Linked DNA regions of Mus musculus: all the other regions are linked to region 3. A link is a contact called in public Hi-C and promoter capture Hi-C data. All regions are on one chromosome and are shown on one strand. The core of a region is the stretch at or near the end of the contact, and the rest is flanking DNA. Distances in the headings are between cores, read along the strand shown. Region 1 holds the start of Lin54 (lin-54 homolog (C. elegans)). Region 2 holds the start of Rchy1 (ring finger and CHY zinc finger domain containing 1). Region 3 holds the start of Mrpl1 (mitochondrial ribosomal protein L1). Region 4 holds the start of Cops4 (COP9 signalosome subunit 4). Region 5 holds the start of 4930524J08Rik. Region 6 holds the start of 5430416N02Rik (RIKEN cDNA 5430416N02 gene). Region 7 holds the start of Hnrnpdl (heterogeneous nuclear ribonucleoprotein D-like).

Region 1 (4,190 bases), core at 11-2,510, 4.3 Mb after region 3:
CCAAATTAAAAACCATCTGCTGCTGATAACACTTGTTCAATGCAGAGGGGGGAAAAAAACAGCTTGCTTTAGAACAAGATTCCGGAACAACCTATCCATCTCCCACCCCCTTCCAGTTCCTCTCATGGTGTAGTCTAATAAGCACCCAAGAGGGAATAGAAGTAATTAATCATGTAAGGAATTAAGAACATATAAGCTGCAAGGCTTAATAGGACCAGCATCCTCCAAAAGTTAGCTGTTTGACTTCAGAAAGCCTTACTAATTGCCAGTTCAAAAGCTTTATTCTTTATCATTCAGTCATACTATAAGCTCTTAAAGACCTAACAGAAACCAGCAAGCTGAATCTCAGGGTTGTGGACAAGGCTAATCTACTGTCTTAAGTTTCCCTAAGAATAAGGAAGAAGCAGAAGCCATTTCATTTCCCTACCTTGTTTGAATGACACCTCCATATAAAAGTCAGCAGGCTCAGGCTTAGTCAAGGGCTGTCTCCCACCCACTCCCGGCGCGTTTCTACCGAGAGCCCGCTAGAGGCTGAGCGTGGAAGGGGTTCCCAGTTTCTCCATCTTTCAACTTTATTCCCCACCAACAGCCGGGTCCACCGGCACTCGGATGGTTGTTTACCGTTGCTTGACCAGGCTGAGTCCCAGCCCGCTCCCTTCCCCCGTGCACCGCGGGGACACTATGACATTTGGCTGGTGGGCTTCGCGAGGGAAACGGACACACACCCAGAAGAGTCCATACAAAGGGGCGTAGGAAGAACGCGGCGCCGGGCAGCAGCGAAAGGAGGCGCTGGTACGAAATGACACAGCAGCAAAACAGGTTCCCAGAAGCCCGGGGCCGGCAGCCGCTTCCCGGGCCGCGCCGAGAGCCTGTCAACAGCCGCCCAGCCCTTCCTCCCGAGCGCGGGGCGGGCGGCGCCGGCCCGCCGACTGACAGCCGCGCTCTCCGGCGCCCGCCGCTCGCGCCGCGCCCCGACAACCCTCGGTCCGCCGCGGCCCACCGGCCCACCGCCCGGCTGCCCGGAGCCGCCGCCGCGCTCTCCGCCCGCGCGCCGCTCGCCCCGAGCGCGGGCCCGGCGCCGGTCCCCGCCGCTCAGCCCGGGTCTCCGGAGCTGACACTCACCCGAGCCGGCGGCGCCGCCTCCTTCTCGCGCCGCGCTCCCCGGGCTCCCAGCAGCCGCGGCGGCGGCGCCTCCGAAACACAGACCCGGGTTTGTTCAAAATCACGCCCAGCGCCATTCCACCGCCGCATCCCATAATACGCCGGGCCGCCCCGCCCCGCCCGCGCGCCGCCCCGCCCCCGCCGGCGGCCCGAGCCCCGCCCCTTCCGCGCCCCTGCTCCGCCCCCTGGCAACCCGAGTCGCGTCTTTGCGCAGGGCTGGGGGAGCGCTCTGGGGTTCCACGTGACTGCTCCTGGGGCCTCCGTCAAAGGGAAGGCGGGGAACTCCAAGTGGGTTCGTGCTTCTGGCTTTGTGACTAAACCTCGGTCAGTGCGGTTTCCAGCGCGCCCCCGCTTGGTGATGCGCCTGAGTGAAGAGAGAGTCCGCATCCTTTCTCAAATGTTAATAAATCTGTTGGGGTTTAGACGTGAACGTTGCAAGGGGCTCCTAAAAGCTCCTGAGAGAGCACGCAGAGTTACCTTGAAAGGGAGTTTTTGATAATTTGTCTTGCAACACACCTTATACTGATACATATGGATTCTTTGCATTCAGTCATCTCATTTCCTGGGATATTTATAAATCCAAGAAATAAAAAATATATATTAAATTTTAAAAAGGCCTTACAACGTGAAACTACCTGGGGAACCACACGAAGGAGGCGGGAGATAAGTTAAAGGTATCGCTTTCCAACCAAGTATTCCTGGGGGTACTGTGGGGGCATCACTAGAAGAAAAAAGGCAGAGAGACTGAGGCCCCAAATTTAGATAACCCCCACCTCCACACCTCACCTTGGTAGAAAAATTCTGAGTTCCTTCCACCAAGCTGACACAGTTCTGATACCACTACTACAAAACAGGACCTAAGGAATAAGGGCAACATTTCCGGGTTTACTGTGGATTTTTTACAACGACTAAAATGACTAGTACAATCTTATCAGTGTCAGCAATCTGGTCAAAACAACTCACACCATGACATAGCGTTTAATGTATGTGGAGAATGACAGTTTTACATTAGTGAATATAAGAACTGTGGTATCCAGTGATGCATTATATAACACTCAACAACTGTGCTGAATATTATAATTCTTAGAAGGAACTGGACAGATGTCTCCGTGCTTAGGACCATGGTTAGGACCCGGTACCGTTCCTATAAAGGACCTAAGTTCAGCTCCCAGCACCCACACCAGGTGACTTACAAGGCCTGTAACTCCAGTTTCAGGGAATCCAACATCCTCTTCACGACTCTGAGGGCACAAACAAATACACAGATATGCATGAAAATAAAATCTTAAAAATAAATACAATTCATATAAAATCAAGAATAAAATAAAGCTTTTAGCTGGGCAGGGTGGCCCACCTCCATATTCTAGCTTTTTAAAGGCTGAAGCAAGAAGAAGATTGGGAGTTTGAGCCCAGCACTCAGCCTGCATCTTTCAGTAAGACACATACACACACACACACTGTTTCCTTCTTTTCCTTGAATCAAGATTCCAGGACGACCAGGGCTACACAAAGAAACTTGTCTCAGAAAAAATAATAAAATAAAATAAAAAAACAAACAAACAAAAAAGCAGCAACAGAAGCCAGGCAGTGGTGGTGCACGCCTTTAATCCCAGCACTTGGGAGGCAGAGGCAGGCAGATTTCTGAGTTCGAGGTTAACCTGGTCTACAAAGTGAGTTCCAAGACAGCCAGGGCTATACAGGGAAACCCTGTCAAAAACAAAAAACAAAAAAACCAACTCATGTCAATAGCTGTGCACACAAAGGATTGATCCCTTGTCCAATCAAACTGCTCGTCTTATATAAATAAATAATTCTGGAGCTGTCATTACTGCCTTGGGAACTCAAAAAGTTGCCCCCAAAGCTATCTGCTGTTTAATTGTAGTTCAATATTGACATTCACTAGACTGCTTTCAACCGTAGGTCACAGTTCAGCAAAAGCAGTTCACATGGTTGGTGACTCTCTGCGCGCTGTGTAAAGTACATAGGACAAAGTATTCTTTTCTTATTTTTCAATGCTAGCTTTCCTAGACTAATTCTGAAGAGAAATGACATCTTCAAAGGCACATCTGGGCGCAGCAGTGTGCATTTCAGTCACTGCATGCTGCCTGGGAGGGAAAGACAGGAGGATCAAGAGTTTGGGGTCAACCTGACTCAAAAAACAAAGTAAAGCAAACATAGAAAACAGAGACATCTGCTAGTTCTTGTTCTTCATGAAACTATCCTGAAGGGTTTGCCTTCGTTCTTGAGGATTTATGGCTGGTACCCAGCAACACATAAAACACACACAAATCACACATGTTGGCCACAGAGCCAAGGTCTTCCTCCCATGAACCTCTTTTCAGTAGCAAGTTAAGCATGCCCTCAGATGACATGTCTTCCTGAGTCACTGGTCAGACTTGCCCGTGTGCTTCTTCTTGAACCATTCCCTAATAAAAGAGCATCCCCAAGAGCAGGCGTTGGCACATGAAAGCTTATAAACCAAATCCAACGCATGACTTTCCTCTCATGCTTATGTAAACTAAGAATTGTGGAGGGTTTTTTTTGGGGGGTGGGGTTGTTTTAAATTTTCGTGAATGTGGCCACATGTTTTTATCTGGTGAACCATCTCACCAGCTTCAAAATTACATTAAATGTTATTTTTATTACTTTTAATTACATGCATGTGTGCAGCTATGTGTGGGTATATGCACAAGCTTAGGTGCCCAAGAAGGTCAAAGGTATTAGACCTCCCTGGTCCTGGAGGTACAGACAGGTGTAAGCCTGGCATGGAACCCGCAAAGCTGGGAGTGGAACTTGGGTCCACAGTGGGAGCAGTACTCACTTGTAATTTCAGCGGCATCTCTTCAACCCCGCCCAGGCACCAGATTTATAGCTATGAATTAGTTTTGCCTGATTTACAGCTTCACATAGATAGATCCTTTCAGCATTTTTTAAATTACTGCATGGCTTCTTTCACTCAGTAAAACTTTGTTTGTTTGTTTTGTGACAGGGTTTCTCTGTATAGCCCTGGCTGTCCTGGAACTCACTTT
Region 2 (3,991 bases), core at 1,227-3,726, 4.2 Mb before region 3:
CAAAGCCAAACAATAGACCCTTTGGTCCCCAAGTAACTTTTGGTTGTGGTGCTTATTACAGCACAGGAGAAGCAAACCCCCGTGCTCTGCTTGCCAGCTAAGAGCAGCCTTACCCGTATGCTGGGTCTTCCCACTGTGACTACTCAATGGTTCTCCCCTTTCTTGCTGCATTACAAAATGCCCTGTTGGATCATTTCCCAGTGTACAGAAACATGCTGTAACACAGCTTTCAGCAAAACAGCCACATTTTTGCTCTCCTTGGCAATAAAAATCCAAAAATCCTCTATGCTATTTTCAGTAAGCACTCCAAGGAAGCTTTACCCTGAATACTTCCATTGGCACTTTTCTTGTCAAGATCAACAGCGACCTTCCCCTGGCCAAAGCAAAAGCCAGCTGTCACTCCTTATCTTGCTTGCACAGCTACACTTGATCTAGTAGATGACTTACTCCTTGAAACACCTCAGCTGGCCTCTCCTATTAAGAAAGAGGAAGAGGGAACAGAAAAACAATGCTTGGACACTCAGAGAAAAAGATTTTAAGTGTTGTGAAACACAAATTTGGTTGTGCAATTTCTTTGCAGGGGTGGAAGGGGAAGGCCAGGTATTAAATTCAGTTTCATACCACTTTGAAACTGTAAAAATATTTCAGTAGAAATGTAACCAAAAGAATATTTAATTCTTTATACAACATTAGATAATTGACCAGTCTGAAAAAATTCATCCAATGCAATGAATGCTCACCAGGCATGGCCTACAGAAAAGGGTTTAAGTTGCCTTACAGATCTAAGCCTATCACTTAGTCCTAACTTATAAGGTCAGTGACCAGCAGAGCTGATTGTGAAGGTGGCGAAGGAGGAGTTGATGACCACTGTGGGTGCTAGTTAATATATACTCCTAGTCATTTCTGGGGACACACCTCTTAAAACACCACATGTGCACTCTAGCATGCAATCATCACATGGTTTATAAAAGAGGGACTTTCCCTGTTGGCAGAGAAGGCTGAACCTAGAGACTCTCTGGTGAGGCCAGTACTCTAGCAATGACCTATATATACCCCCAGCCCCACCTCCTTTTTTTTTTTTTCTTATTTGCATTAGCATCTCCTGGCTGGTATTCCTTCTGCCTCTGCTTCACAAATAGCTGGAAGTATGCATCTCCTGGAGCTACAGGCCTTTACCACTAAGACCAGCTTCCAAACTTGTATATTTTATATGCAAGCTCTTTAAAAAGTAGCTTGCTCCAAATTACACAGCAAGTTAAGGACAATCTAAACTATGAAGGGAAAGCTATAGGATTCCAAGAGTCAAAGTTTCTTCTCAGTGGGAGGCGACTTCTGAAGACTGAAGCCAAGGCCTTCAGCATTATAAACTCAATTCTAAGGCTGAGTTATAACCCCAGCTCAAATCTCAGGCTTTCTCAACAAAATATTAAAACTGCTTCTTAAAAAAAAAAATCAGGTAAGTCTTAACTGTGTGAGAGTCATTTTTAAAAACTCTAGATGACTAGAACGTCTCAAGCAGGAAAAATGACAGCATATATGTATTAGGCACTCCTCCAATATCCAACTTAATGGCAATCACCCAACTCTCACTTCACACAGACATTTTCTCCTGGACAGGTCTGGGCATATTCCTAGACAAAAAAATGAAGCTGACAAGCCATACTATAAACTTCCTACACGTACAGAAATTATATTCTGATTCTTCCCTTGCTTATGCTTTCATCACTGCATCATACGCACTTGACAGAAATGCCAAGGCCCTTTCACTTCCTCATTCTACTGTCAACCGCAAATGACGGATAAACCCACAAGGGAGGTGAATTTAAGCAAGGGCCAAGTCTTTACAAACAAGAACTTGGCTTGCAGCGGCGATCGAGTACAGAGCTCCTGCTCGCCTTGCCAAAACGTTTCCTGCAAGGAGAGCCCAACTCCAGATGGCAGGTATCCTGACAAGCAGCTCGGTCTGAAGCTTCTGCCCAACCTGCCCTTGCCAGACCCGACCGCAGCTCATCGAGGAGGTACCCTCTAAAGTCGTCACCTTGAGGAGACAAGCTCTGTCATAGTGCTCGCAGCCCCGCGGCCCCTGCGCCAGGTTGCGGACGCCATCTTCCCGCGCCGTCGCCGCCATCTCCTCCTCCTCCTCCTCCACCACCTCCCCCTCACCAGCCACTGAACCTTTCCCCCAGCTTGGAAGCCACGCCTTAAGGAAGCAGAGTCGGTCGGACACCCGCTCCTCCTCGGAGCAGCGGCCACCAGAGTCAGGAAGGGGGGGTCCAATCACGTGATCTGCAGCATCCGGATTTCCGGTCCCTGGTGTAAGGGGTGGAAGCCAAGTGAGACGCTTAGTCCGTCGTCCACGTTAGTCGCTGTCGTCACTGCTAATGGTAGTAAGTCTTAGGTTGGCTCTTTTTCCCCGCCCCGGCATCGCTGCCAGCCCTGATTGCGGGCGAAGGGGACCGCTGCGTCGTCTGGCGGGCGCTGCTGCGAGCCGCCGGCGCCGGTGAGGAGCGGCCCCTCCCGCGGCTGCTCCGAAAGGGGGCGGGGCTCGGCGGCTGCGCGCGCAGGTCCGAGTGCCGGCGGCTGTCCCGGTCTCCTTTTTTCCCTGCGCCCCCTTTAGAAAATATTGTGCTGTCACCCACCCAGGACTTAAGAACGCAAAGTGAAAAACAAGTAGCCACGCCACGCCCCCGTGGAACTCACAAATGGGGAGGGGGAGAACGCCACGGCATTAGATGAGGTCACAACTTCCACACTGGAAGGACAGTCCTGTGTGGTGTCCCTGGGGAAGGAGACGCTCGAGCTGAAAGTTGAATGGCAAACAGTACGCCAGCAGGAGTTAGTGTGTACCAGACCTGTGGGAGAGAAAAATCTGGCCCGTAAGAACATGAGAGAAATAAAGAAGCCTGCAGAGTTTGAATCTCAGACCTCAAGGTGCATAACTTTATGTCCACTCTTACAAAATACCAAGACTTAGAGCATTTTATCAGCAAAACTTCAGGTGTTGGGATCTGGGAGAAGGGAGGCAATTGTCCGGGAGGAGATGCCTTTAGCTTAGCCCTGGAGTTACTAACTCGTTTTAATTCTCTTCCAGTTGTGTTAGGAGTTGCTAAAAACATGGTGAAAGGTTGCTCGGCCATTGGATGTGCCTCTCGCTGTTTACCAAATTCCAAGTTAAAAGGACTGACATTTCATGTGTAAGACTTTGCTGTACTCAAGCCAGATACTTTTAACTTTTTACTAAAAATGATTCTACCAGAGTCTGCAGTTACAAGCTTTTGTTCCCAGTCTTTTTAAAATAACCTTGTTAAATTTGAACTGACAATGGTCCCTTTATAATGTGCAAGTTTCAAGTGCCAAGGAATGAAAGACCAGATAGCACCCCCACCAAAAATAAAATACCCCCACGCACAAATTGTCAGGCTCGTCTTTGCTAATGTTTGCATTCTAACTGTGTTACGGTCTCTACTGTTCATATGTCGATCATCATCTAACTGAGGGCTCTGTTCAAATACCCATACCTTCTTTTTAGAAATAGATGAGGTGGAGTGGTTCACTGTAAACTACATGTTCAGATCAAGGATTATTTAGCTGTGTGAGTTTGAGGATTCTAATTTAGTGTTTAGCCATTCCTGTGACACCCTAGGAAGGGTCTAATAGGATTTAATAAGCATACTTAGGATGTTCGCAGCTTTTGTGAAGCACTGTTATTACTAGGGAAAGATCTAGTTACTTTACTAGGCAGGGAAATAAAAAGAACCTATGTGCTACCATGTCCCAAAACAATATTGAACTAGCTTAGAAATGTTGAGAAGTCTGATTATTGCCTCCTGTATATGTCAAAGTAATTGTAGCTCCAGAACCGTAGACGTGCCAGCTGTTCTCCGCATGAGTTCATAAGGCATTTATAGACCTGCTATGTATGAGTTGCTATACAAGTTATTTTCAGGTTTGACAGAAAGGAGGAAGTATAAGAGGCCCTCCTATTCATTGA
Region 3 (4,293 bases), core at 776-3,275:
AGGACATTGTTTTAATAATAATACTGTTGTAAGCTTATTACATTTTGTGAGTTCTGACTGGATGGTTGTGTTCTCATGGTAGGCATTTTCAGGTGAGGACCAACTGACTCCAGCTGTGGAGATGAATCTAAGAGCCAGCAACAGGAGAATTTGTGTATATTCTTAGACGGAGTTAACTTTAAGTATCATGAGGTGACTGCCAGTTTTCCAGCTCCCTCTTATCTATGCATCTAAGCACAAGGTTTGGTACTTAGTAGTTGCTCAGGTATGTGTGAAAAGAGCATAGAAGGAAAAGAGGACAAGCAGAAACAAAGTTATCAAAGTAGAGTCAAGTTCTAAGGTTTTCTTTACTTTTTTTTAAACAGTCGCAGAGCTTTTGAAGTAACTGCTTACATGTTAACAAGAACAGTCTATAAGTAACAATCTTATTCATTTAGATGGCTACTAGGTATAAATATAAAAATAAAGCTTCTGGAAAATTCCAGCTTTGATGAGGTCCATCTTCTGTGAGTAGCTTCAGGAAGCCAAGTTTTGCAGGCTTGAAATTCTTATCAAGTCACTAATTCATATAAGCATGGATTCATTTTTTTTTTTTTTTCAACGTTTACTGCAGACCTTCCTTCCGGTCTGACGCTGTGTGTAGTATGTGCTGAGGTTACAAAAATGAACGACATGATTGCTGCCCACAAAGAGCTCAAAGAGATGGGGAGATACATTGTGACAGCTGCACAGCTCTGTGTGCTCAACCCCCCACTAAATTGTACACTTAGGTTGGTAAATTGTATTATATAGAATAATAGGTCTCAGAATTGTTTCAAATAAATAAAAAAATTACTAATTCTGTTTATTACATAAAACCAGGAAGAAGTGGCCATAATTCAGTCCTGGAAGTATGAAAGGAGACTGCCAACAATGAGCAGAGTCTGAATTTAAATCTTAAGGGGAAAAAATACTGTTAATGTGTTGCATAATAATTCAAACAAAAGCCAGAGAGGAAAAATGTCACAGAGGTGAGAAATGTGTCTTCTGCCCTCCCTTCATCCCTCCCTCCCTCCCTCTCTTTGTGTGTGTGTGTTATGTGTACACTCGCATGTGTGTTAGGAAGGTTGTTGGTTGAGGAGGTAGGCAGAGGCCCGTAAGTGAGCCTTTGGAAATGGCCAATTACTGGAGGAGTTTATTCTTATGAATTAATTCCTGACCAGACTTGGTTTAGAGAAACCACACGGGCAGCTGAGACATAACGGATGTTTTTTTTTTGGGGGGGGGGGGGGTAGGGGGTAGGAAGGGGTCAGAATAACCTGTGCACTGGTCTCTAATTGGCTACGTAGAACAAAAACAAAAACAGACAAACTCCAAAAACCAAAACAAAACCCTAGACGTGTTTCGAAAACTCCAAGCAGTGTACTGCTCCTTAGGTCTGATCAGCACAGCTTGCCAGCAGCCGGAAACCAAAAAGCAGACGGATGAAAGATTAAGGTTTGCTCAAAGGGGGGTGGAAGGGGGTGAGAGAGTGGGACCTCCTGGCCCGCCTTGGGTGGAGGCGAAGTTTGATGGATTCTGTTTTCTCTTTGCTATGAAGAAGATTGAACTCAGAGGCGCGCACACGCTAGCTCCGCGCACGGTCGCCTAGCAATATTCATTTAAAGAAAAACCGAATCTTAAGAAGGCCAAGAGTATAGCGAAGGAAGCTGGGGACACTTCAGCTTTCTCAAGACTTTAGTCAGAGAACCAGGTTCCCTCTATTTAAATGACCGTTCGGAGTACATCTGCAGGGTCCAAAATTAAAAATAAGAAGGAATGAATAATTAATTACAGAGTTTTCAACAAAGCCATTCCCCACCCCCGCCCCGAAGGTTGATAAACCTTTGAACCCGAGCCACGAAAGGCAGTCTCAGACAGGGAACCGACAGGAACCTCGCCACGAGGGCACTGAAGCCAGGTCGTCCCCGCCCTGCTCTTCTGCTCCTACCAACTCCTTCCCCCTTTGCCAGCTTCCGCGCGGAACCCTTTTTCGCATTTCCGTGCAGTTGAAACCCGGGACCCACTTCGTCAGCACAATCCGGAACAGTCAACATGGCGGCGGCCGTAAGGTGCCTCCGTAGAGGTAAGAGGAGCAGTGTTCTTGCGTGGAAAGTAAATCTAGAGCCAAGTTTCCTGTTGCAGCGGAATCCATGGCAGAATCTCGTAGGCACCGGTCAGCTTCTCGGTCCTCGAAATGCTTCCGTGATCTTCTGGGCTCCACAGCCCAGAGGGTCATCAGTGCTTAAAAGCGACACTTAACGCAAGGGTTCTCTCTTGGAGCAGGTCATTTTGAGGATGAAATGGGAGCGGAAATACATTGGCAGTACTTATAGTCAGGGGTGAGGAGTACAAGGCAAGATTCTGTTGTGTGTGTGGGATAGCGGGCGTGTTCAGTTTGATAAGCGAGCCCTGAAGGGAAAGGTGGTATATGAAGTGATTTACATCTGTAAATATCTGAACCTTGGCGTGTTTATGAATAAAGGCGATTCCAGTTAGTAAATTTACAGAGGCTATCGTGTTTATCATTTGGAGACTAATTCTGTAGTGTTTTGTATAGCCATGTCTGAGCACGTTAGACATGGCTAATAGGAATTCACAGTGCCATATACACTATAAGATCTTTTTCATGTGTATGTGTACTTGGTCTATGTATACATGTTCACATGTGTGTGAGTGCATATGTATGTGTGCCCATGGAGGCTCTCTTCTGCCAGCCAGTATCCAGGCTGTTTCCAGAGGCAGAGTTTGTCACTGGACCTGGAGCTTGCGGATCCCACTGTCTCCAGTGAAGCCCCTGGAGGTGGGAGGTGTTGCACTGTGTTTACCCAGCTTTTATGTGGCTGCCAGGAATCTGAATTTCACCCCTCATGCTTGCACAGTAAGAGCTCCGTCACCTCTCATATGAAATTGATCTTTACTTTTAAAATGCAATCAACTCCCCCTCTTCTTTGACCTTGCAGCCCTTCTCCTTCCTCTATTTATTGTGTCTTGTCTCCCCACTGGCCAGGAACATAAGCTTCATAACCTTCCTTATTCCAGTGCTTGTAAAACAATGGTACTTAGACCATCCAGTTTACAAACTGCATCTCCACAATAAAAGTAGACACTGCTTTCTTGATTAAGTTTTGCTAAAAAACAAAAACAATTTGAGACAGGGTTAGGCTCCCATGTGTTGGGACAGGCATCTCCAGCATGCCCATTATTAAAAGTATTGCCTGTTGCATTGAACAGTATAATTTAGTGCTTTGTTTCACATGCTAGTGTAACCTTTTTGTGGTTGCAGATTATAATAGGTCTACTGAGCACTCTTTAAGTAGTGCTAATATGGAATTCTATAATGTGTTTTAAATTGATGTATCCTTGCTTACTAATAAGGTAATACTACTCAGTGGACAGCTTTCACACTATTGGCATTTCCTTTCTAGTTTGAAGTCTTTTTATCCTTCTTGTTTACTTTTCAATTGTGTTGCTCTTTCACACTCAAGATACAACTCGTTTGTCCAGTGAACATGTTGCAAATATACTCTACCCATTTTAGATTCATCTTTTCACTGTATGTGCATGCGGGAAGGTATGTGTGTACATGTGTGTGGATGCATGTAGTGTGATATTTCTCATAACTTTTCCATCCCATTGTTTTTGAAGCAGGGTCTGTCACTAGGACCTGGAGTGTGTTGATTAGCCTCGTCTGGTTGGCCAAGTGAGTCACAGCGATCAGCCTTCTGGTTTTGGAATTTGGAGGAAGAGTCACTGTGCTCAGTGTTTTTTACATGTGTGGTGGGGTGAATGCAGGCCCTCATGCTTGCATGGCAAGCACTTTGCTGATAGTCTCCTCAGCCTCAATTCTTAATTTTTAAAAAGTATATTTGATAAGCAGAAGGTTTGTTTTTTGGATTTTTTTGTCACTTTATTTTTTTTTATTAGATATTTTCTTTATTTGCATTTCAAATGCTATCCCGAAAGTTCCCTATTACCCCCCCTCACCTGCCCTGCTCTCCTACCCACCTACTCCCACTTCTTGGCCCTGGCATTCCCCTGTACTGGGGCATATAAAGTTTGCAAGATCAAGGGGCCTCTCTTCCCAATGATGGCCGACTAGGCCATCTAAGCAGAAGTTTTTAACATTTAGTAAACTACTTTTTGTTTAGTGCCTTTGGGCCTTGTTTGTGAAACTGTTCCTCCCCTAAAGGTTATTAGGACATTTTTCTTTATCCTGGAAGGCTTTTAAATATTAGCATTCACCTATGAGTGGGTTTTTTTCTTCGTTTGTTG
Region 4 (4,244 bases), core at 1,738-4,237, 4.3 Mb after region 3:
GTCTTCTCCCAGTGGCCTTCCGATAAAGATGTAGAACTCTCAGTGGCTCCTGCACCATGCCTGCCTGGACGCTGCCATGCTCCTGCCTTGATGATAATGGACTGAATCTCTGAACCTGTAATCCAGCCTCAACTAAATGTTGGCCTTATAAGACTTGGCTTGGTCATGGTGTCTGTTCACAGCAGTAAAACCCTAAGACAGTCTTACACTCCCCTTGCCCCAACCACCTAAGTTCTGGAACCACAGGCATGAGCTTCTGTGTCACACCCACTGTTCCTTGTTCCAGTCCTGTTTTTCTGCCTATATAACTTCGTCCCTCCCTCTGGAACATTTACTTTATTTTGAGAAGTGTCTGATTCTAAAAGAAAAAGTATATCCAACTGAAGATCTTTAAGTTGTTGTGATTTTATTTTTGGCAACACTGAATGGGAAGCTGAACTTTCTTCCTCAGGGAAGGCAGCTAATCTACCTTCCCTGAAGGCACACAGATATTTAGGTGGTCAGATGGATGGGTTTTGGTAGAAACTGCTGGTTCCCATCATCCCTCATTCCCTGCATCCATCTCTCTCCCCTGCCTCTTATTCATCTCTCTCACTCTTGGACTAGAAATTTAGTCCAGGACCTCTACACAATAGGCAAATGAGGTGCAATGTGTATCCCAGCCTTAAAAAAAGGTTTACTTATTTGATTTATATGAGTAGACTGTATCTGTCTTCAGACACACCAGAAGAAGGCACCAGATCCCATTACAGATGGTTGTGAGCCACCATGTGGTTGCTGGGAATTGAACTTAGGACCTCTGGAAGAGCAGTCAGTGCTCTTAACCGCTGAGTCATCTATCCAGCACCTCTTACCCCCAGCCTTTTTTATACTTTCTATTCTCACACAGGTCCCACTAAGCTGTTTAGGCAGGCCTTGAGAGGCCTATGCCATTAAGCTCTGTGCACACAAAGGCTGCCCAATTGGAAAGTGGGCTTCCGGGCTCACCACTGTTAGGCATTCTTGCCAAAAGGACGTGATTTGAACAGTGTGGATAACCTCTACTTTACTTTGTTTGCCTTGCTCATGTCCAAAGAGAGAACATGCCATTTGTAACATGCCAAGATGGCTAAATGCTTCAAGTTAGTATTTGTTGTAGGTAAGTCTGCAAGAAATTGCAATCCTAAATATATCTGACTGGAAGACAAAATACTAGAATTCTCCTGTTCAGGATGATTTGGGAATATCTGCCAAAAAATGTGTATGCATCCTGACTCACTTTGGGGAATGTATTTTACTTGCACACATCTTAAATCATGCACATATAAGTTCATTCACTGCACCATTGGCTGCTCTATAAAAAACGTTCTTCATATGTCCTGTATGTTGTAACATACCTTTGCTACTTTAAAAATAATGACAGAAATAATAATGTCTTATATGACTAGGTCACCAGAAAAAAAGAGAAAACTCTAAAGGAGAACAATAAGGCATGTTACTTTCTGTGAAAGGAAGCGAATACAAAAACCTTGCATTTATCAGATTGTATTTTTGGAAAGAAGTTTTGTAAGAAAACATGAATAAGAAATGTAACCACATGTAAATGCAGGATGATCACATACCTTGTCACTCGTGAAACAGGTTCTCAATTGAAGGGCAGTATTACTAATCACTTCAGAACAATAGATGAAAATCAGCATTGTCTGAACAAAGTGGTATGTATAACCAACACTTTAAAAAGATACAGGGTGTATCAAGGAATGCACATATATAGTCCAAAGGTATATGTGTATGTGTGTGTGTGTGCACATTAATCTGTATTACATCTTAGAGCTTTGTGGGACAGGGTCTCTAGTAATCCCAGCTGGCTTCCAAGTCGATAGGATCAGGGGTATAGACTTGAACTCCTGATTCCCTAGCCTCCACTTCTGGAGTGCTAGTATTACGGTGACCACCATGAAACCTAGCTATTTATTTGTTTATAAGGGGAATGTGCCAAAAGCAGTCCACTATGATCATAAACTGTGCAGTTGAGTTTCCTCCCAAGTGGAAAAAACGCAGACATCGGCACACTTAGATGCCAGTGACTCATCGTGGGAGGAGCATATTCTTGATCGTGGTATACTCTTTCCCAGGTAAATGATCTGAAGAACCAGCCTGTCTCCATTTCAGACTTAAAAGCCATCTTATATAGTAAAGACAGATTAGGTTCCTTTCTGTTTACCATTAAACCTCTGTTCCAGACAAACTAGGTTCTTTCTTGTTTATGACTAAACCTTTGTTTGTCAGACATTGGGCTATTCTCCACCTGTAACCTTAACTACAAAATGTTCTGCACTGCCTGTTCCAGGAATAGAAGTCATGTCTTTGCTTCAAGAAGTGGTTTATAACCACCTTGGAGCCTTATCTGCTGCATAGGTTCCATGACCACCTATGACTACCTTGTTATGGCTACCTGTTGTGTTACCTTGTTTTGCTCGCCGCCTAGTTTGCCCGCCAAATCTCCGATATGGAACCCCTTACCCCTGAGCTATAAACACCTTGTCTTCCTTGAATCCAGGGCTGACCTACTGAACTCCACCTTAGGGGAAGGCAGCTTGTGTACACGAATAAAAAAGCTTGCTTTCATGGATTGCTTGTTGTAATTTGTTGTAAAATGATGATTTGGGTCTGTTGTATTTTTCCTCTTATCTTTGGAATTGACATTCCGTGTGTGTGTGTTGGTTGGTTTTTGTTTCTTTTTTCTTCAGTGTTGGACTATAGTGAATTGGAAGTAACTCTTTACATAGGTCGTTTAAGTGATGCCTTAAAGAACGGAGCGGAGAACGATAATAATCAGTCCCGGAACTTAGGGAAAACGTCGTCCTTTGACTTGCCGGGCCTTTACTGAAGTTGCACAAAGTACACGCCCTCAAGTTCTTCAGCCAATCCCAGGTCGGAGCGTGAGCGCCTGCGTCTCTCGGGAGACCTGGGCGGTCCTCAAACCGGAGGAGAGGAGTCTGGTGTCACTCAACTCGGAGGGCGGAGCTAATTCCTGCTCCCCTATCCGGCGCTCTGGCCCACAGAGACGCTGCTCTATGGCACCTCGCGTCCCCTCTGCCCGCCTCCTGGAGGACCACGCTCGTTTTCTTCTTGGCAGCGAGAGGTCCCGCAGCCGTGGCTGAGCTGGAGGAAAGATGGCGGCTGCCGTGCGACAGGATTTGGCCCAGCTCATGAATTCAAGCGGCTCTCATAAAGATCTGGCGGGCAAGTGAGTATTTCTTAGGAGTACAGAGGTAGGAAGGAAGCCGCAAGTTTATCTTCCCAGAGGCGACGGGCGCTCCGGGGCGTGAGGCTCGAGCTAGGCCTGACTCAGGGGGGCGGGCCTGAACTCGGCTGTGGCGGTAAATGTTGGGAGCAACAGAAAGCTGTAGGGACGGTATGCTGGGGTCCTGACCGTCCCAGGACCCCAGGTGGCTGCCAGCTTCTTAAGTCCTTGATAACGCCCTCTGCGGGTTCTTTTGGCTTCTGGAAGCGAGGTAAGAAAGATGACGGCTCGCCCGGCGGTGGGCGCCTTCCTTAGAGTCTCTTCGGCGAGCCCGACACACCGAGTTTGACTTCGGTTCGCTGCCGCCCCTGCCTTCGCCGTGTTGGAGGTAAATTTATATTCTGGACTTTGATGCAGACTTTTATTTCGAAGAGATGGCTTTCCAGGATTGATAGGGGCAGAGGAGGTATGGATGCTGTCATGTGGTCCAGAACTTCTCTCAGTTCATAGCGTGTGTGGGTCCTTATGTTCTGGATACTCGCAGTCTGTCACCAACTCTGGAGAAGAGAACACAGGCAGAATGTCCTCGGGCTCAGGATGTCTAGAACAGTGATATTTCCAGGGTCTGCTAAGGAATTTTGTCGAAACCTTAGGGTGCTTAGAGCCACGACAGGTCAAAAATTGGGACATGTTTCAGTCCCCTCAAGCAGTTGTTGAACAGCTGTAGTCTTCTTTGTGTAGATTTTTCACAGTTTTGCCTTCTAATGAAAGTATGCCTTCAATTGGCCCTAACATTTACACCTCACAGCTGAGGGCATGTTGATCTAATTAATGAAATATTCTTGCTCAAACCTGCACATTGAAATGGTGTGTGTGTTGTGTGGCCGCTGTGCTGGGCTTTTCTGTGTAGAAAGTACAGTCTACCTTATTAGTGGGAAATTTAGTTGTATAACCTGGGCTTAACTACATCATTCTTTATTTTTCCGCTTTAAAAAAATGGAAGGGTAATCGTGAGGCT
Region 5 (4,340 bases), core at 1,186-3,685, 3.8 Mb after region 3:
TTTATAAGACAGAAATAAAATGTAAAAGTTTTACCATTCTTCCCGCTGTGCCGCCGCTGCTTCAGTGTGTCGTGGGGAGGAGTTTGAATGGCTAGGGAATTAACAACCGGTACAGCAACCAATCAAAATTCTAGTTTTAGTTTTTGACATTGTTAGGGTTAAAAACTAATTCATTTATATTTCAGTTCAACAAAAAACTTCAAAAACAGCTAGCTACTTTCTAACTTCAAAACTCAAGGGTAATAGAAAGCCTGCCCCAGTTACAAATTAACCATTTTGGTGCCTCTGTCCAAAGAACAGAATTCAGAAAGCAAAAACCAAAATGTTAAAAAAAAAAAAAACCTTAATTTCTTCAAATATTTAACATGTATTCCCTTCTCAAATTAAGCCACACATCGTTCAATATTAGTTCCATTTAATTAAATTCACTTCCCATCCCACCCTCAACTCCCCACTAAAGCCAGTACAACCATTAGCAGACTGCAGAGAATCAGCCTGAACTGAGATTTTCTTAAACATTATACTCCAAGTCCTTCTCCACTGTCCCAACACCCCTACAAATTTTATACTCTTAACCAGTAGTGGAAATCACGGGTTAAAATGACACCTTTCTAAAAACTCCCCACCAAAACTTTCTCCTGGTTATAGTGAAAAAAATTGCATACGCACAGCCCCACTATAAAAAGTATCGAAACCATAACTCAAGATCAGCAATCTGTAATGGGAACAAGAAAATCTAAGGACCCGGATCGAACCCCCTTTCCTTGTCTCCTGAATGATACTCAGCTCCCAAAGGCTGCATTTTAACATTATTAAAAGCAGCTTCTGGTGGCGATATAAGTTACTTCAATTAAAGGAAGCAAGTTAGTATTTTAAAAAAACCTGAAAAAAACTAATTCATTGACCACCACAGGATTTATTGCGTATTAAAGGGTGAGTGGGCTCCTTTGAACAATAGTGAGAGGGTGAGACTGAGAAGAAACCAAAACAGGCTCCTGGGCACTGAAAAGGCGGGAGAGAGATGTAAAAAATGTAGTTGCACAGACTAAATAAGGAAAGACTACAATCTGTACAAATAGGCAACCCAGAATCTGAGGGCGCGAAAAGGGTGCATAGAGAGAATAACTTGGCAGAATGGGGGAAGGGCAACCGCAGGCGGGAGGTGGAAGAGCCCCAGTCAAGTACAGGCCCCATCGACCAGGAAGGACTTAAATGGAGCCCGCGGAGCCACACCAACGCGCCAGCAGACCAGGGACTTTGGCAGGCCCGGTCTGTCTACAGCACAAACGCAGGGCCTGTAGGAGCGTGTCGTGGTGACAGCGTAAAGTGGACAGAACGAACGAATCCTAAGACGAAAACTATTTAAAAGCAATGGCCTGCGGCCGACGCGGGAGAAAAGAGAGGTGGACAGCCTACAGCTTTCCCAAAGCAAGAGCGTGTCAATAATCGCACCGTCTCGGGGGCGAGGGCGAAGCGCCCGACCAACCTTGGCAACCCTGGTAAAAAGCTTTTCTGTGCGTTTGCATTTTTAAGCCTAAGAGGTTAGAAATCCGGGAGACGTGGGGGTGGGGTGGGAGGGTAAGCTCCGACAGGCGGGAAAAAATCCTGGCGGCCACATCGGTGGGAGGAGACCCGCGGCGAGGGAGGAAAGAGGGCGGGCCGCGGAGTAGCATGGTGACGGCTAAAGGTGGAAACGTGTGTGATGGGGGAGGGGGCGAGCAGGCAGGGAAGGAGATGCAGGCCCGGGGGGGAGCCCGAGGTACAAGAGGGGCGGCCGAGGGGGCGACTGCACTGGGGCCTGCGGGCGGGCGGGCGGTCGCGGGAGCGAGGCCTAATGGCGGGGAGGGGGAGGGGGCCTGGCGAGCGGCTGCCCGGGGCCGCCCCTTACTCACCCTTCATCCTCCTCGTTCTTACTGGCGTCGATCTTGGCTCCCTCTGCCTCGGCGCTGCCTCCTTCGGTGCCTCCGGCCGCAGAGCCGCCGCCGCCGCTCCCGCTTCCCGCCGCCGCCGCCGGCCCCTGCGCCGCCGCCGCCACCATGGCTCCCTCCTGCTCGCCCGCCGAGCCGCCTACCGCCGCCGTTGCCGCCGCCGCCGCCCCGTCCCCTCCGAACTGCTCCTCCGACATAGTGCTACTGCCGCCGCCGAAGACGACACCCGCCGACGCCGCCGCCGCCGCGAACCGAAACTAGCAGCAAAGTAATCCCCGCCGCCGCCGCGCGATGCCCGCTCTACCTCGCGAGGCACCCTAGACAAGGCGCGCGCGTGGCTGCAAGGGCTCCTGCGCCTCTCCCCGGCCTGCCCCCCTCGCCTCCCACTCTCGCGCAGCGCGCTCTCTCGCTCTCCCCGGCTGCACTGAAAAAAAAAAGAATGAAGTAGCAGCGGCGGCCACTCTCGCCTCCTCCTCGCTTTAATGGCGCCGCCGCGGACCACCTAAAATGGCCGACGGAAGAACGGCGCGTCCCGGTCACGTGGCTCCGGAGCGCGCCCTTTGCGCCTCCCCCGCCCCCGTCCACCGCTAGGCCCCGCCCCCCGCGCAGGCCCCGCCCTCCCCGTCCCTTTCCGACTGGCTCTCACGCCCCGCGGTCGCGCGGCGCGGGCCTTTAAAGAGGACCGGAAGTGGCGTGCGCAAGAGGGGCGCGCGGGTACCATCGAGAACAAGGAGCGCTGGTTCGAGGGCGCGGCTAGAGAGGCCTCCCCCGCCCCCGTCCCTTGGCCCCGCCCTTCCGCGGATTCCTGGAGTCACCGGCCGCTCCTCGGCTTTGGTTGGCAGGCGCGGCCGACCTGGAGGGGTGTGGTTCGTCCATCCCCAGCGGAGACTTCGTGGAGGCTGCCCTCAGGGAGCCACGGCTGTGGGCCCCGGGACCTGCGTGGGGCAGCGGGCCGCGCCTGTGCAGTGCTCCGCCGTCCCTGCGCCGGGTGACATTGAGGCTCCGCCGCGGCGCTGTCCAAAGGCGGCTTTGATGGTCGAGGCTGCCTCTTCTCAGAGTTGCTTCCCTAGTCTTAAGCTTTGCCTCCGTTATTACAAGAGCCTAACGCCGGCCACGATTCTTTGAAGTCACTATGGATTGGGAAGTGTATGTATTAAGGTCGACTCCAGGGCTCCTTTTTTTTTACGAGTTACAGTCCTTGTATTAAACAGGATATATAAATGTCATGAATCATCTTTACGAGGTTTCTGGGTTTGTGGTGTTGAGGTGGCGATTTTATAAAAAGAAAAAAATGAAACGCCGTTAGGCGTGTGATTCACGATTTTAAAATTAATCGCTAAGAAACCTATTGGAATTCCTACTCAGGAGTTAGACTTTGAAGCTTCCTGCAAGACTTAGAAGAAAATGGAATTTCTGGTTTGGTTTGGTTTGGTTTGGTTTGGTTTTTTTTGTCGTCAACCACTCGACTGCTTAGTAAGTATCCAGTTTCCAAACAGGGTTTGGAGAAGTTTACAAAAGACAGCATACAGGGACAGGACTTCAGCCCAGCTAATTAGGTACACGCTGTAATCCCAGAACTGTGATCCCAGAGAAGGGAGGAAGGACTGTTGAGGCCAACCTGGCATTACCCCTTAGCAAAACACATAAAAAAATTTTAAATAAATGCTTCCCATGGTGTACTTTAAGTCAATTTACAGTAACTGTACATAATCTGAAAATCCCAACGATTAAAACAAGATTTATCACTACAGTTTGTTACAGAATCCATAAAATGAAAGAATATGCATCAAATAGTGGAAATGTCTTCAACATTGAGCAAATCACAGACAGGCAACCACCAAGATGATTGGCGAAAAAGAAGTGATTCCACGTTTTTCTTTACCATCCAAAAATACTGACCAAATAAGATGACTCAAGTCAAATATTGCAGGTTGGCAACAACTTGGATGAACCCGAGGTTTTTATTTATCCTATGGATTTAAATGATGAGCCTTTTAGAAAAACTGGTTGTAGTGGTTTAGAGATTGGTCCCAAAGGCTCCTATGTTTGAATGTTTTAGTCACCATGCCATGGAACTGTTTGGGAAGGATTAGGAGGCATGGCTGTGTTGGGAGATGGTATTCATGGAATTTGCTTTGAGGTTTCAAAGGCCATACCAGGCCTTTCTGCCTGCTGCCTGTGGATCAGGATGGAAAGCTCTCAGCCCACAGGTCATTGCCTACCCTGCCTGCTTCCCACCATGCTGACACTGGACTACCCCTCTCAAATTAGAAGCAAGCCCCCAACCAAATGCTTTTCTCTTACACATTGCATTGGTCCTCACAACAGTAGAACAGTAACTAAGACATCATTTTACCGAAAAAAGTTTACTTTAATTCACAGGCAGCCCTGTCGCTTCTGGAATTTGAGTGT
Region 6 (4,031 bases), core at 218-2,717, 4.2 Mb after region 3:
CTACAGGTACAGGTGCTCCTAGGGACTGGGGGACAAAGGGACAGCTAATGTGAATGGAGTTTCTTTGGAGAAGAGATAGGGTGCAGCTGGTAAAGCCTAGTGTTCCCAGAGCCCTAAGGTTCAACCTTCAGCACATTAACTGGGCTTGGCAGGAACACACACCACTGGGGAGGTGGAGGCAAGATGATCAATAGAACAGTCATGCCAAGCTACACAGCAAGTCTAATCTAGCCCGGGTTACATGAGACCTGTCTAAAAAAACAAAATGAATGTTTTTACAGGGTGGGGTTAGACCTCTACTCTAAAACTGGCCTGAACCTTTACTCCCAGCTTCATGGGAGACCCATTCAGAAAGATCACCCCCAGGTTGAAAACGGACTCTAGGAGACAAGCCCAGCTCAGTAAGATAAAATTGTATCTGTTCTAAAGGCAAGCGTAGGTTGGTGATGCAGTGACTGAAATCATGCACAAATCCTGGGCTTGAGTCCCAGCACTGCAAGATAAAAACCCCGATGTGCTGAGAGCTGATTACATGAGACCAGACTGAACTTCACTTAACTCACTGCCAATTGTGAAAAACCTCACCTAAGGATAAACACACAGCCTTGTATTCTTGACAGTCAAGCAAACACTTGTACCATAGCACCCGATTCCCCAGAAGTTCATGGGCTGCGTTTTATTTAAAAAAATAAAAATAAAAGGAAAAACCCAGCAAAATGTTGATTTCATCCAAATAAGATAAAAGCATATATAATGGAAAAACATGAATAAATTAATTCCTTGATGACTTCAATTCTCAGTAAAATAGGAGGTAAAAAAAACTTGTTGGAATTGAATTTTGTATCATTTGAAGGATACAAAGAAGTCAAAGGTTTTAATCACTGGGCTCCAATAAAATCGCCTAGTCCTGAAAGCTATCCACCCTCGATGCCCTATTCCCAAACTCAAACAAAGTTCTGTGGGCCCTAAGTTTCCGTACCCGTGCAGTTCCCATCGCACTGGAGACAGCAAGGGCCCGAGAGACCTCACCTTCTTTCATTAGCCACCTCCCATCTTCAGAAAAAGCGTTCTCTCATGAGGACAGCGGAGCAGTCCCACTCAAGCTGCTGTGCATCACATCCACAGCGCCAGGTCACATCGAGAGCTCCTGTGCCCCCTCGCCATCCGTGACCTACAAAAGAGACGAGATGAGGCCTGAGATCGCTCTTTTGTCCCGCCTGCTACACAACATTCGGCGGACATCACGACCTGTTCCTACCCATTTGGCGCCATTCTCCAATCAGTCCTTCCCGGCGCGCGCCACCATCGCCAGGGTCAGGCAGGCGTCAGCTCGGTTTCCACCTCTCTACTCCCCATGGCCATGCTCGCCCAAAGCGCGATGGCGCCGGATTGCGCGGGAGCTGGCGTAGACATGATGCCAGAGCGTTAACAAAAGGAGGACCGAATGGAAGCGAGAACGTGCCCACGGAGGCCCTTAAAGGCGCCAGGCCTCTCCGATTGGCTGCTTCGACATAGCATGGTATGTGATTGGCTACATGTCCAAAGCCCGCCCTTCCGGTCAAGCCGCCCAGTCCTCATGCGGAACAGAGTTTACCGCGACTCGAGCTCTCGCGGGAGCCCAGAAAAGGGACTTCGACAGAGTAGGATAGCCGGAAGTTGCTGTCCAGGGGACCGCAGCCTTGGGGACTGCTAGTGGAGTGTCTCGACCTGTCCTCCGGCTGTGTGGGCGATCGCAGCCGCCGAGCCCAGGCACTGCTATGGGACTGCAAAGGTGGGGCGGCGGCACATCGGCTAGCGTCGCCAGACATGTGCAACCGGACCTGGCTGGTGCTCCGCATTTGCCTTCCGGCTTGAGGGACGTTACTCAGAATGCTTTCTTTTTGCCGTTTATTGGGCGTCTGACTTGGTGAGCACCAGTCATCTCAGCCTTTCTGAGGTGTTGGTGAGAGTCAGTCATACCATGCTGAAGGCATACTGAGGAGAAAAGTAGGCGAAATCAATCCCTACTTAAACACTAGCTCCCAAGGAGAACCTTTTTGGTTGGTTTGTGGGGTGCTCTCTTCCTTTTATATCAGCCTGACCCGAGAAAACACGTGTAGTTCAAGCTGGCCTCACACTTGGGATCTTGGTGCATCAGCCTTCGCAGACCCAGCCCTGCACTACGCGTGAGACGTGGTCGCATTTTCTTACAATGTCAAGGGTTTGTTGAATAACAATAAATTCACACGTGATTCGAGTACCATCCTAAGTGCCAAACGTTAGCTTTTCCTTCTTGAATCAGTTTTCATTCGCCACCCCCAACCCCCTGAAAATCCCAAGCTTCTCCGTACTAGTCGGGAGATGTGTGTTAGACCAGAGCTGTGTGCTGCTTTGGATGAATATCGTTCTTGGCTCTTCCTAAAGATAGCACAAGATAATTTGGCTCTGGACCTGCAACTTCTAGACCTTTGTTTGGCTCTCCATCTGAACTCACCTGAGCTCTTCATTTCTTGTGATTGTCAATGAAATAATTCAGATGAGGCACACAAGAGAGCACTGTTGAAGATAAATGGGCTTTAGTACTGGAAAGTGAAGGAACCCAAAGGAGAGAGAAACAATGGCCAAAAAGACTGTTGGCATAAAAGCCTGCTCACAAGGAGCAAGAATGGGGCTGGAGAGATGGCTCAGCGGTTAAGAGCACCAACTGTTCTTCCAGAGCTCCTGAGTTTAATTCCCAGCAACCACATGGTGGCTCACAACCATCTATAATGGGATCTGATGTCCTCTTGTGTGTATGAAGAGAGCAGTGGTGTACTCATACACATAAATTAAAAACAAGGGGCAAAAATAGACACAGGCCAAGGAGATTCATGGTGCCAGCCTATATCCTTAGAAAGGGTTTAAAACTCAAATGTCTCTAGAACAAACAGTTGGTTTGGTTTTGATGGGTTGTTGTGTGTGTGTGTGTGTTTTGTGGGTTTTTTGTTTCTCCTCAGGTGACTGACAGGCCCACTTGGAGTAGCTTTGGGAAGGGGGAGGTGCATTGTGTTGACACCAGGCATAGTTGTGCACACCTTTAATCCCAGCACTCAGGAGAAAAAGGCAGGGGGGCCTCTGTTGTGTTCAAAGCCAGCCTGATCTACACACTTCCAGGATCCTGTGTGCTGGCTTGTTTTATGGCACCTTGACACGAGATAGCCATCAGAAGAAGGGATGATGCAACTCAGAAAATGCCTGCAGAAGATCTGGCTGGGGGGGGGGGGGCATGTAAGGCGTTTTCTTAATTAGTGACTGACTGGAGAGGGCCCAGTCTATTGTGGGTGGGGATCTCTCTGGGCTGGTGATGCTGGGTTCTATAAAAAACAAAACAGACTGAACAAGCCATGGAAAGCAAGCCCGTAAGCAGCACCCTTCCATGGCCTCTGCATCAGCACCTTCTTTGAGTTCCTGTCCTAACTTCCTTCAGTGATAGACTTTACTGTGAATGTGTGAGCCAAATAAATGCTTTCCTCCTCAACGTGCTTTTGGCTATGGTGTTTCATCACAGTAATGATAACCTTAACACACTGTCTCAAAAAAAATAAAATAAAAGACAGGACAGTGGTTATCTGTGTGCTTTACCACAAAACCTCCAGTAGGTACAGGTCTTATGATAGTTTGAGCAGTTTGGAACTGCCTCTCCTCGAAGGGCACCAAAAGCCCATTCCTTAGACCGTTCATTAGAGCCCTGCAATTTCAGTCAATGGTTTTGCATTTTGCTAATGGAGAGGAAGGGGTCCATTCTCAGACACCTCCAAGCCTATGAATTTTCCAACTAGCTACCAAACATGTACTTAGATTTTATAGGTGAAGACATAAATGTTATAGAGCTCAGATGACAGCTAAGAAGTAAAGAAGCAACATGGGAAATGGCTCAGCGGCTCTCTAAAGGATCCCCAGAACTTACCCAGAAAGCTTGGCAGATGGCAGCCACCTGTAACCCCAGCACAGAGAGGACGACAGGAGATTCCCCAGGACAAGTTGGCTAACTAGATTGGCAAACTCTGAGTTCA
Region 7 (3,783 bases), core at 1,126-3,625, 3.8 Mb after region 3:
CCAAGGAGGTCTCACCTCTTCCACGCCCCCTAGCACCTCCTCTTCCGCCGGCTGCAGCCCCTCTGCCTCCTTTCTGTTGTTGCTGCTGCTGCCTGTACACCTCTTTGGGTTGCGCAACTTTGATTTCGCACTGTAAATAAACAGAAAATTTGCAGATGTTCCAAGTTCTGAACATAGAACAAGTTTCTCTTCACACTGACTTCACACACACAATCCTCTAAGTTGTTAAGGGATTTACCTTCCCAGAACCTATTTGATGGTATCTGCTTTCTAACAGTTTCTTTACTGGCTCTTCGTCTGTGTATGTGATAAAACAGAATCCTCTTCTTTCATTTGTTTTTGTATCCATGGGAAGCTCAATATTTTCTATCTGAAATCAGGTGCACAGACAAAACAAACAAACCCACCAGTTAATAAAGATTATATAATGCCACAGGCTCTTCACAAACACCAGACACATCTACTGACCACCATGTTCTAAAAAGTTGTGTTTTATCTTTTTATAGTACCTTACACCCCAGAGGCCACCAATTGGTGAAACACTTTACACCTTTGGGGCTTTGGCTAAGTAAGATTAGATACTGGTTTCCACTACAACATAGAAAGCAGCAGTGAAGACGAAGCAAGAGAATTCAGTCCCATCCGGTGAAATATTAATGAACCCCCCCAGACTTGACCAAACACGAGCACAGACACACATACATACACAAACACAGCCCACCTCTCCAAAGGCTCCAAAATATTCTTTAATTTGTTCTTCTGAAGTATCTGGGCTCAATCCACCCACAAAGACCTTTTTAGGGGGTTCTTTCCCCTTTAAAGCTTTGGCCCTTTTGGGGTCTATCAATTTGCCATCCAGTTTGTGTTCTTTCAGTTCCAAAACCTGGAAGACAAGGCAGTTTGGACTTAAAAGCCTAGAGCAACTTGCAAGCAACGCAGTAGACTCAATGCAAAACACAGCCCTACCTTATCCACACTAGCAGCATCTTTGAAAAGCACAAATCCAAATCCTCTTGATCTTCCCGTGACTGGGTCTGTTTTAATTGTGCAGTCTACCACTTCCCCAAATCGAGACAAATATTCAGTCAGATCTTTCTTGCTTGTATCCCAGCTCAAGCCTCCAATAAACATTTTACTAGAAATAAAGTTATTTAAGAAAAATAAGCTTAACAGTAACTTAGTGATTAAATACAGGGCAACTTACTCTCCAGACGCAATCTGTTTTGACTACAAACACTAACATTAGACCACAAAAATCTTAACCACTTGTTCAAGCCAGCTGGCACGTTGCTTTGTACCACGCGAACTCAAAACTTAGAAAAAAAAAAAAAGCCATTAGAATCTGGTAGATGTCCTGCCCTGCTTGCTTTGGATTGCAGAGCACAACTTTTACACCGATTCCCCCGCAACTTACGTAGACTCTTGCCCACAGCCTTAAAGCCAACTTTGCTACCTAGGAAACTTTTAGTGCCAGTCGTCTACTGGTGCCCCAACCAAAAGTTTCCCAAACCTAACCCAGGAAAATTCGCGAGCGGCCAACACACACAATGAAGAGGCGGCAGCGGCAGCAGCAGCTGCAGCAAGTGGCGCACAGAACCCGGCCCCTCCCCCCTCCCGGGCCCCACGCGGCGCCTGCGCACTCGGGACACCGACGGCGCCTCTCTCCTTCCCCAACCCCTCCTCCCTTCCCCCACCCGCGGCGGGCCTCTCGAGTCACCCCATCTTACTTTCCACTAGTGGGGAAGGCTACTGGGGTCCAGCGGGCACGCGGAGAATCGACTCGGGGAAAGACTGGGGGCAGCGCGCGCGGCTCCGGAGGGACGAAGGGCGCGCGCGGGGCTCTGGGGGAGGGGAGGAGCGGAGCGTGCGGTACCCGTCATCCTGCTGGTTCTTGCTCGCGTTGATCTTGGATCCCTCTGCGAACTCCTCTATGTTGCTGTACTCATTCATGTCCTCCATGGTGGCGGAGCCGTCGGCGAGGGGGTGCTGGCGCGCAGTCCGGGTCCCGGCGGCAGCGGCGGCGGAGCGTTGTATGGAGCTAGATTTAAAATGGCGGCGGAAGAGATCCGGCCGCCGCCTGCGCCCTCCCTTTATAGCCGCCCCGCCCGCCAATCGGGAGGGCTGCTGGGCGGTGACGTGGCGCGGGCTCCGGCGCGCCCCCTGGCGGGAGGCGCTGGAAGCGAGCGAAGGGAGGAGCGGGGCGAGCTGCCGGGGAGCCCGTGGCCGCCAATGGGAGAGGCCGCGGGAGGCTAAAGTAGCGGGAGCGGAGGGGAACAATGGCGGCGGCACATGGGAGAGCCGGGGCGGGACCTCCATCGCCGCGCTCCGGATGAGGAGCGAGGTCGCGCCGCGGGGAGAGTCAGCCGTGCGGGACCGGGAATCGCGAGCGGCGCCGTGGCAGGGCCACAGTCCCTCTTGCCTTGAGAGCCGTTGGCGTCGCGCGTCCAGTTCGGCTCAGTCCCTTGCTGCGCCCTCAGTCCCCTAGTGCAGAGCTGCTGCTGCTGCTGCAGCGGCGGCCACTCCGGCAAAAGGGCGGCGTGCACCCCGCGCCGCTTGCTGAAGCTGCAGCGCGCCCGTCCGCCCGCTCGCTCGCCCGCCCTCCCGGCGCACGCGTGTTTTGTCCTCGCGCCGGCTGCAACCAGCCGAGCAGAAAGCCTGTGCGCGATGACCGCCTCCGTCCTGGCGGGGACGGCTTTTCCGCCGTCGCCTCGGGGCGGTGTCGGCTCAGGGGCCGTGGCTGCAGGATCTCTCTCTGCAGCCCGGGTTCCGTGCGTTCGTTCTCCGAGGCTGGCTGAGGCCGCGGCGGAGGGCGGGGCCTGCTCGGATGACTGAAGCTGTGCCAAGGTGCACGCGGTGGGCGGGGAAGGGGTCAGGTGCCGGGGAAGACAAGGGGCACTCACGTCCCGGGCGCGCCACTCAAGGGACTCCCGTCTGCACGAGCCCCGGGCCTCCCGCGCAGGCTCCAGCAGGCTGCGGAGGGCTGGTGCCCGCGCTCGGGCTCCAGGCTCCAGGCTTGGGTGCTCGCTTCTTTGTTCCCGCCCACGCGAGGCCTATTTTGACCGACGGGTTCGCGGCTCGCCGGCGGCCAATAGGCACGCGCTCCTTGTTTCCTCCACCCCCCCCCTTTGAATCCCGGAGCCCCGCCCCTCCGGCTGCCCACGTGGTCCGGGCCTGCGCGGCTCGCCTGCTCGTCGGGTGTAGTACCCTAGGCGGCTTCCTCTGCAACTGCGGGTCCCAGCTCTGTCTCTGAGCCCCTGGTCGTTCGCTGTCGCCAGCGCCTCGGTTGTTGCTGGGCCCTCGGGAGCTCAAGACGCGCAGGCGGTGTTGCCCTCCTTAACCAAGGCCGAGCCCGTGGTAGCATCCGGCAGGGAAATGGTCGTGGTTTCCGTGCCCGCCGAAGTCACCGTAATCCTGTTAGATATCGAAGGTACCACAACCCCGATTGCTTTCGTGAAGGTGAGGGGCGGAAGGGAGCGGGGAAGTTACTTGTGCCTAAAAGCATCTGAAAGGGAAATTTTAAGTGTTGGAGATTTTGCCTGGGAGGCTCAGGAGAGGCGGTGTGGCTTTATGTCTCTGGAATGGGGAAGAGAAGCTGCGGCGGTTTGCGGGGGTGCTTTTCCTCGCGCCACCATCTTCTCCCCTGTCCTTGCTTTCGGTTAGGTGGAGAAGGATAGGAAGAAGTGGAGATGGTCTCAGCAACGGCTTGGGGAGGGGCAGGTCAGCTGGGAGGAGTTGGGGTGATTGGAGCTCCCACGGCCTGGCAGGTAGGTGTGTCGCCCGGTG

Evidence for each region. Promoter capture Hi-C pulls out the DNA fragments that hold promoters and counts their contacts. A called contact is a pair of places that touch in the nucleus more often than the background predicts.
Region 1: a promoter capture Hi-C map of pre-B cells shows a contact between it and region 3. The contact joins the promoter of Lin54 here to the promoter of Mrpl1 in region 3.
Region 2: a promoter capture Hi-C map of pre-B cells shows a contact between it and region 3. The contact joins the promoter of Rchy1 here to the promoter of Mrpl1 in region 3. A contact is called at or near these places in 1 of 39 promoter capture datasets (pre-B cells) and 1 of 484 Hi-C or Micro-C datasets (pre-B cells).
Region 4: a contact with region 3 is called in a promoter capture Hi-C map of pre-B cells, with 2.6 times the contacts expected there. The contact joins the promoter of Cops4 here to the promoter of Mrpl1 in region 3.
Region 5: a contact with region 3 is called in a Hi-C map of pre-B cells, with 5 times the contacts expected there. The contact joins the promoter of 4930524J08Rik here to the promoter of Mrpl1 in region 3. A contact is called at or near these places in 3 of 39 promoter capture datasets (hippocampal neurons, liver and pre-B cells) and 1 of 484 Hi-C or Micro-C datasets (pre-B cells).
Region 6: a promoter capture Hi-C map of liver shows a contact between it and region 3, with 2.8 times the contacts expected there. The contact joins the promoter of 5430416N02Rik here to the promoter of Mrpl1 in region 3.
Region 7: a contact with region 3 is called in a promoter capture Hi-C map of pre-B cells. The contact joins the promoter of Hnrnpdl here to the promoter of Mrpl1 in region 3. A contact is called at or near these places in 1 of 39 promoter capture datasets (pre-B cells) and 1 of 484 Hi-C or Micro-C datasets (pre-B cells).

What each region holds. Positions count from the first base shown.
Region 1 is chr5:100,499,379-100,503,568 of GRCm38.p6, forward strand. It overlaps Lin54 (lin-54 homolog (C. elegans)), which reads right to left and starts at 1,261. Exons shown (of 13, transcript NM_172714.4): 1 at 1,123-1,261.
Region 2 is chr5:91,960,592-91,964,582 of GRCm38.p6, forward strand. Rchy1 (ring finger and CHY zinc finger domain containing 1) reads right to left here and starts at 2,477. Exons shown (of 9, transcript NM_026557.4): 1 at 2,039-2,477. The coding sequence starts at 2,128. It also overlaps the pseudogene Thap6.
Region 3 is chr5:96,208,090-96,212,382 of GRCm38.p6, forward strand. Mrpl1 (mitochondrial ribosomal protein L1) reads left to right here and starts at 2,026. Exons shown (of 9, transcript NM_053158.3): 1 at 2,026-2,104. The coding sequence starts at 2,074.
Region 4 is chr5:100,515,322-100,519,565 of GRCm38.p6, forward strand. Cops4 (COP9 signalosome subunit 4) reads left to right here and starts at 2,988. Exons shown (of 10, transcript NM_012001.2): 1 at 2,988-3,229. The coding sequence starts at 3,156.
Region 5 is chr5:99,976,500-99,980,839 of GRCm38.p6, forward strand. It overlaps 4930524J08Rik, which reads left to right and starts at 2,436. Exons shown (of 2, transcript XM_030254981.1): 1 at 2,436-2,453; 2 at 2,538-3,167. The coding sequence starts at 2,436. The coding sequence ends at 3,053. Hnrnpd (heterogeneous nuclear ribonucleoprotein D) reads right to left here and starts at 2,439. Exons shown (of 9, transcript NM_001077265.2): 1 at 1,893-2,439; 2 at 35-91. The coding sequence starts at 2,125. Gm42127 (a long non-coding RNA gene) reads right to left here and starts at 28. Exons shown (of 2, transcript XR_880475.1): 1 at 1-28.
Region 6 is chr5:100,428,068-100,432,098 of GRCm38.p6, forward strand. It overlaps 5430416N02Rik (RIKEN cDNA 5430416N02 gene), which reads right to left and starts at 1,468. Exons shown (of 5, transcript NR_034038.1): 1 at 1,259-1,468; 2 at 1,030-1,171.
Region 7 is chr5:100,036,847-100,040,629 of GRCm38.p6, forward strand. Hnrnpdl (heterogeneous nuclear ribonucleoprotein D-like) reads right to left here and starts at 2,376. Exons shown (of 8, transcript NM_016690.4): 1 at 1,874-2,376; 2 at 967-1,135; 3 at 722-883; 4 at 239-370; 5 at 16-130. The coding sequence starts at 2,316. It overlaps Enoph1 (enolase-phosphatase 1), which reads left to right and starts at 3,148. Exons shown (of 6, transcript NM_026421.3): 1 at 3,148-3,456. The coding sequence starts at 3,373.